2 separate regions of the Columba livia genome follow, and region 2 is linked to region 1. Evidence: chromatin contacts called from public Hi-C data. All regions are on one chromosome and are shown on one strand. The core of a region is the stretch at or near the end of the contact, and the rest is flanking DNA. Distances in the headings are between cores, read along the strand shown. Region 1 holds the start of ITCH (itchy E3 ubiquitin protein ligase). Region 2 overlaps ITCH (itchy E3 ubiquitin protein ligase).

Region 1 (3,650 bases), core at 584-3,083:
GCAAGAAAATTCACTTTGGATCAGAATGCTACATATTATTCCGATGATCACTCGGAGGTGAACACATTCAGTGCAGCAACGGAGACTGTCAGCCAAACCACAACTAAGAATGCACACTAGACCAAGTTCAGATTGAAATGGCTGTAGCAAAGAGCAACGTAACTGTAATTAAATTAGAACTGCTTTGGACTTTTGCTGCAAGAAAAGAGAAAATAATTTAAATGTGCTTTTTCAAAACAGATTTTTTTAAGCATTCAGATCCTCAGAATTGAAGACAGCTTGCAGTTCATGTTTCATTCGTGAACACCTATGCCTTTTCAGGTAAATAAAAGCAAGCAATAGCTGGATATACTGTGATTCTCTTGAAAGAGACTGCCTCCTTGCAAATATCAGTCTGGATTTCTCTCCTTTTCTCCTTGAAAAGGATGAGTGGAAGAGTAGCAGAGACCAAACAAAACAATGAGAAACTCACTAAAGCAAGCAATAATATATTTGGAAAAGTAGTCCTAAAACACCCTGGTTTCTCATCTTTTCAATTCTAATTAAGCTATAAAGACAGGTTTTGCTGGGGATATTTTCTGAAACGTCAAGTGTAAAGGATGCTACATAAATGACAACAGATAACCCAAATGCCACACCGTCCTTCTCTCCGCATCACACATAGATCTGAAGTTCTTTTGCCAATTAACATGACAAATTAGAGCTATGCAAACAAGCTGAATTCTTGGCTATCATAACCAATTAGATGAATGCACCCTCCAACACTCTCTTCTGCTTTTATCTGGATACTATTGCCACACAAGGTCAAAGACAAACCTAACTGGAAGCGGGAGGGTTAACAGCTAAAACTTGTCCATGTTTCCAAAATAAAGCGGTGGCACCAGCTGCCATTCTGCCGTGTTTACAAGAGGGAACACAGCTGAGTATAAACCTCCAGCTAGAGCCGTGCTTTATCGCTAGGAAACAGGACTCCCAGGCACGGCTGTCCCCTGACAAGCCGAAGGCAGCGAACCCGCAGCCGGCCCTGAAGGAGCCCCCGGGCGGGGGGGACGCGGGGGCCAAACACGAGGTGCCGTGCCACGGAACGCCTGCCGGAAAGCAAAGCGAATCCCCAAGGCCCCAAGAGGAAGGAGGTTTAGAGGCTAATCCCGGCGACGAGGAGCCTGGAAAGGATGGCGGGGCCGCCCGGGGAGGGGAAGCCAGAACCGCTGGGGACAACCGGAGCGAGCGATACAGAGCTGGGGACAACGGGGTCCCCAGCCCGGACTCCGGGCAGGTGTCCCCTCCAGGCGGAGCGGGGAAAGGGCTCGGCAGCGCGGGTCGGCACAGCCGGAGAAGGGGCGGCGGGGGCGGGCAGCCCTCGCAGGGGAGCGCTGGGGTCCCGGGACCGCCGCCCCGTCCCCGGGAAAGGCGCGATGCTGCCCCCCAGCCGGGCCACTGGCCCAAGGGCTGCCCCGCCCGGGGAGGCAGCGCGGCGCGGAGGACTCCCTCAGCGAGGGCAAGAACCCCTCCCGAAGCCAGGCCTACGCCCGCCGGGGTCCCCGCGCCCCCGCCGCTGTGCCACGGCCGCCGGGAGCTGAGAGCGGCGAGGCCGCCGTGCCGCGCCCCACCGCCCCGCAGGGTCCCGTTCCCACCGCTCCCGCCGCCTCCGCTTCCCCCTTTCTGCCCCGCCCGCGGCGCGGACCCCCGCTCCCCTCACCGGGCACGGCGGCGCGGCGGCTGCTCCGTCCCTCGGCCAAGATGGCAGCCGGTCCCGGCCCAACCTGAGGCAGCGACTTTACAAAGTCGGGCGGGATCTGCGCGTGCGCCGAGTCACTCGGCGCCCTCAGGCGCGGTGACTACAAGTCCCGGCGTGCCCCGCGCCAGCGCCACGCATGCTCAGAGCGGCCTGAGGGGCCTCTGCTGACCGGGGCGGGTTTCGCCTCCGTTCGGGTCGTGGCTCGGTTTTGTGTCCCCGGGCTTTGGCGCTCGGCTCCCGGGAACGCTTCGCAATGGTGCTCGATTCCTCGGCCGCTGCTGGTGAGGCTGCCCTGAGCAGCAGGGAGGCGTTTGGGCCTGCTCGTCCCCTCAGCACTCACACCAACCCCCTGGGCCAGGTCCCTGGGAAGAATTACAGAATCGCTTTGGTTGGAAAAGAGCTTTAAGATCATCGAGTCCAACTGCTAACACTGTGAAGTCCACCTCTAAATCATGTCCTTAAGAACCTCATCTACAGCAGGATGAGTCCAGCATGTGCATGGTCCTTAAGATGCTGAAGGGAGTGGAGCATCTCCCGTGTGAGGAAAGGCTGAGGGAGCTGGGGCTCTGGAGCTGGACAAAAGGAGACTGAGGGGGGACTCATTCATGGGGATCAATATGGAAAGGGGGAGTGTCAGGAGGATGGAGCCAGGCTCTTCTGGTGACAACCAGTGACAGGACAAGGGGCAATGGGTGCAAACTGGAACACAAGAGGTTCCACTTAAAGGTGAGAAGAAACTTGTTCCCGGTGAGGGTGGCAGAGCCTGGCCCAGGCTGCCCAGGGGGATTGTGGAGTCTCCTTCTGTGCAGACATTCCAACCCGCCTGGACACCTTCCTGTGTAACCTCATCTGGGTGTTCCTGCTCCATGGGGGGATTGCACTGGATGAGCTTTCCAGGGCCCTTCCAACCCCTCACATTCTGGGATTCTGTGATGTCCATTTAAACATATCAAATGGGTGAAAGAACCTCATCAAGACCCACTTTGGACTCCCAGCTGAATGGACCCTGATGTGATGAGTGGGTGAGGATGAGGAGGGCAGCATCACACCTTCACAACACTCCAGCCTCCCTCCTCCACTACCTGTCTGCTTCCTGCCCTTCAGAAGAAGGTTGGTGGCATCTTCCTGCACCCAAGGCATCCCTTAGCACTTTCCTCATGGATACAAACAATATACAAGCTATGTGTATATACACACACACGCATAGAGTATGTATATGTGTGTTTGTATATGTATATGTACACTACAATACAGATAACTGATCATCAAAGCAAACCTGTGGGCTGGGCTAATGCTCCTCTGAAATTACAAGAATGCCATTAACGAACCTCTGGCCATCCATGGTGCTGGGTTATCACAGTAACACTAATAACTTCAAATTTTGAATAGGACAAAGGGACATACTGGTTAATCTGTTTCTACCAGTCAAGCAAGTGGGACATCACTGGTAGCAGTGTGGGCTTTGTGACACACAGGCAAGGTTTTACAGTTCTGATGTAACCACTGCAGATACTTAAGCTATAACCTTTATATAAAACCTTTCTTGTTTCAACAGTATTTTTTCTTAATCAGAATGTGCTATTGCATAAGCGAATACATAGAGATCACAATGCACCTCCTCTTTTGACAGTGAAGAATGAGAGTTCAGTTTCCATGCACTGAAATCAGAGAAAAGATTCCTTAATTTTCAAAGACTAGGAGAACATCCTCGTTAATTTTTCAGGAAAATCACATATTTCCTAAGTGCAAAGTTTAGCATTTTGATACAACTATTAGGGATGTGAAAATCCGTCTTGTCTTCCCTACTTCACACATTAATGAGAAAGGTCCCCCAGGTACGATGAAGTGAGCAATTTGCATTGACGAGGCCTACGCAAGAAAACAACTCAGATTCTTTTCCCCTAACAAAACA
Region 2 (3,650 bases), core at 537-3,036, 53 kb before region 1:
GCATTTAGACATTCGAGCCAGGAACAGTTTCTCATTGCCCGGCCACAAAATTCTTCCCTAGGAACAGGCTTTGGGTTTGTTTTTGCTTTTTTAAATTGAACAGATGTTTCAGAAAATGTAACTTTGAGAGATCAAATCCATCTTGAACCCGGTCCAGTTTACACAGGACCATCCATTGCGTATCTAGTTTGCTCTCCCTTTCTGACAAATTACTCATTCCTTGAGCACAACAAATCAAATCAAAATGTGATGTGTAACCACCTGGATCGAGCTACAACCAAACAGTCCTTTACCTCCAGTTCCTTAGCATCAAAATACTGCAAATACTGTTGTGGCAGAATTTCATTGAAGCCTTCAAAGAAAGCCTGTGTCTGCTCCTCAACACCTCGGGAAAGTCTCCACTCCGCTACCAGCCTGGAAAAGAAGATACAAAAGGATAATTCAAACGGCCTGTGTCAAGCCACGAGCTGAAAAAAATATGGAAAGTCTGGAAAGTTCTGGGGATAGAGCATTGTATAATTTTATTAGTAACTTTTACTCTGTGCAAACTGTTTTGTTTCTTCTTAGTGTTAAAACCCTACGTTTCCAGCCATTCTGCTACAGACTCCAAAAGGACGCAGCATCTATTCACTGATCGTATTAATGAGAGCACAGCAGTCCCTGGGTATTTGAATAAAGCGCAGAGCTATCTCTGTCTAATATTCTCCCCAGAAATCTCAGTCATTATCCATGAAAAGGTAAAAACTGGGTCAAGTTGTACTGGTGAAGATAAGTAGGACTGCAGGCTTACCGAGAAATCACTATGCCCATTTGGAAAGTTCCACATTTGTTTCTGTTAATCATGGAACTTTGCTCTGTGGCAGAAACTCCACTTGCCATTAACAAAAGGGTGAAAAGCAGGCAGGAGACCTGAAGAACCTGAACCCAGGGAGAAGCAGATATTAAGCTGAATTCAAGCCTAACCTGGCAAGAGAACTGGAGGCTAAAGTAGGTTTGGTTGTCTTCTGATTTCAATCCCAGAAACTTGGGGGACTTAAAGCAAGACTCAGAGTAAGACAAAAGAATAGGAGTGAAACTGGAATCTGAGCTCTCCCTGGGTTCCTAGAAACTAGAACAGAACGGTTTGCTGCAGATCCTCCCTGTTTTCCACTCCAATATTAATACTTTGCAAAATGCCAGTATGTTTCTTCTGCAAATACTCTCTTTTCTGTGAATCACTGGAATGTCTTCAGGTTATCCACGCGATGAAAACAACAGCCACTGCCCTCTCCCTCGCCCCTGGCTGTGAAAGAAGCCTTCAAAGAACACAGTGTAAGGAAGAGAAGAAAATTCTACTGTGATTCAGTTTATTTTGTGCCAACAATGTGGGACTGTTTGGTTTTTTGTGGTTTGTTTTTTTGCAAGCACATGCTTGTACGTTGAAGCACAAGCACAAGCACATACGTTGTAGTTCATAAGCAGAGCGTATGTACTGCTGCACGTTGGGGAAGAAAGGGCTATTTCAGGACAAAGCAAGTCACTGCTCATGTTTTCATTCTTTAATCCTCTGAGGCTCCTTCTCTCTTAACCTACTGCTTTAAAACATCCTGGTACTGCAGACAAAATCCTTTATGACGGTACAACATCATAACACTGTCCTGTTAGAAGTGTTAAGACCTAATTATATTATACTATCACACCATTTTGGATAAAACTAGTAGTGAGCCTGTGTATCTTTAAAAAACAGGAATTATCACAAAAGCATCCAAAACTGTCGGGTTTAAAAAAGCCGCAGCCATAAGTGGCTGGGCAGAGTATCAGCAGGCTGTGAAGCAATACAATTCAATAATGCAGGCGATGATTTAACGAAATACCTGACGCTCACATTAGTTGTCATGATGTTCTGCTAAACTTAAGTATCTCTAAGAAGAAAGCGGACCTTCCACTAACTAATCTCTGGGAAAAGTGGATTTTAAAACCTTATTTCTGTCAATATTATCCTTTCAAATATGATATCCAAACAATTGCCACTTGTTGCCCACATGAGCAACTACTCCGGGACAGAATTTCAACAATGTTTCACATGATATAGCTTGACAATGTTTTCTTGCTAAAACCAAAGAACGGAAATGACGCCAATAAGAGTATTTTAAAATCTCCATTTATTCTTACCTGATATATTCTTCTTTGTTTTCTTCTGTGACCAGAATGTTGCTACCATTTGGCTTCAAATCGTGGCTTTTGATTTCACCCAGAATTTCTTTATCAACTGAGAAAAACATTTCCAAGCCACATTCTTCAATGTTATTCTCTCTGTAAAGAAAAAAAATGACATTTTAAATAACTGTGTCAACACCTACTCAGTAGAGATAGGTATGAAGAACCTTAAGAAAGAAAGTTTGGAGCTAAATAAGCCAGAGAAGGAACTGTTCCTTACACAATAATGATGGTTTTGCAAGAAGTAGTGACTCATTTTACCAACACTCATATGAGAATTGTGCTCCTGATCGGAAGTTTTTGATGGGTAGCACCCTTAGATTTACCAGTCACAAGGCTGACAAACCACCTGCTGACTGATCTGTGGAATGTCTATGGAACACTGAAACCTTTCCAGCAATGACATTTTTGCACATTTAACTGCACAATCGCTGCTTCTAACAGATCATGTAAAGGCTGTGTTAAAATGTAGCTGCCACTTTGGCAGAAAAGAAGCAACTAAGAAAGACTTTGCATGCTCTAATGAATTATCTTCAACTCCAGTGTGTTTATAGGGCTATCTTGTAAGCATAGTCCCACTGGCCACACTACTCCTGATACAAGCCAGGATGCTGGTGGCCTTTCTGGCCACTGGGCACACACTGGCTCATGTTCAGCCGCTGTCACCAACACCCCCAGGTCCTTTTCCGTAGACCTGCTTCCTGGCATAAGTGAAAATCAAAACCATTGTGTTGCTATTTCAAGAACAAAATCTAGTCAAACTCACTTTACCCAGATGAGAGAGTTGTAAAACTCTGGGTCAACAGATTCTAAATCCTTGAGTCCCACTGGCTTGTTCAAGATACGTTTATAGAACGGCAGAGAGAAACCAGTGTCAATGAATTTCCCGTGGAACAAAGCCTGCGGAACATGAAACCAGACAAAATAACACAAAGGATGATTGACTACTTAACATGACAACATTCTGTACTCTATACCAACGAAATTTGACAGCCAAATAATTAAAACCACCTAGAATATCATGAGTGCTAATATGCGGAGTTAACTTATATCAATACTAGTTCTATCCAAACACCTGATGATAGCTTCAACTCCAAAATGAATTGTTTAATTATCCATCTGACAGTACAATATTCACTTATAGGAAAATTATGTGAATCTCTTTCTACTTTTGAACTTACCATGGCAATGAATCTTCCAATAAATCGGAAATATTTCAGATGGTCTGGATTAATATAGGAGGCTGGATTTATCTGTAAGCAGTAGTTATCTTTCCCTGCATATTCAAACAGGCAATACATTGGGTTCAAAACTTCATGCGACAATAGAAAGAACCATTCCCTGAAATCACACAAACAATAAAAACACGTTTCAAAATAAATTAAATTGGAAATTGCTTTAGCTAACTCATGTTGACTAAGGAACTTGTTGGCACATTGGTGATTCAGCTGACC

Evidence for each region. A called contact is a pair of places that touch in the nucleus more often than the background predicts.
Region 2: a contact with region 1 is called in a Hi-C map of crop, with 1.5 times the contacts expected there. The contact joins the enhancer-like site here to the promoter of ITCH in region 1. A contact is called at or near these places in 2 of 2 Hi-C or Micro-C datasets (crop and liver).

What each region holds. Positions count from the first base shown.
Region 1 is chr16:13,434,007-13,437,656 of bColLiv1.pat.W.v2, reverse strand. It overlaps ITCH (itchy E3 ubiquitin protein ligase), which reads right to left and starts at 1,833. Exons shown (of 24, transcript XM_065032584.1): 1 at 1,700-1,833.
Region 2 is chr16:13,486,502-13,490,151 of bColLiv1.pat.W.v2, reverse strand. ITCH (itchy E3 ubiquitin protein ligase) reads right to left here. Exons shown (of 24, transcript XM_065032584.1): 17 at 3,378-3,537; 18 at 2,963-3,096; 19 at 2,152-2,292; 20 at 294-414. Among named protein-coding and RNA genes, the nearest start is that of DYNLRB1, 10 kb to the left of the region's middle. Within about 2 kb of position 1,786, at least 1 of the 3 cell types and tissues checked has an H3K27ac peak away from gene starts, as active enhancers do.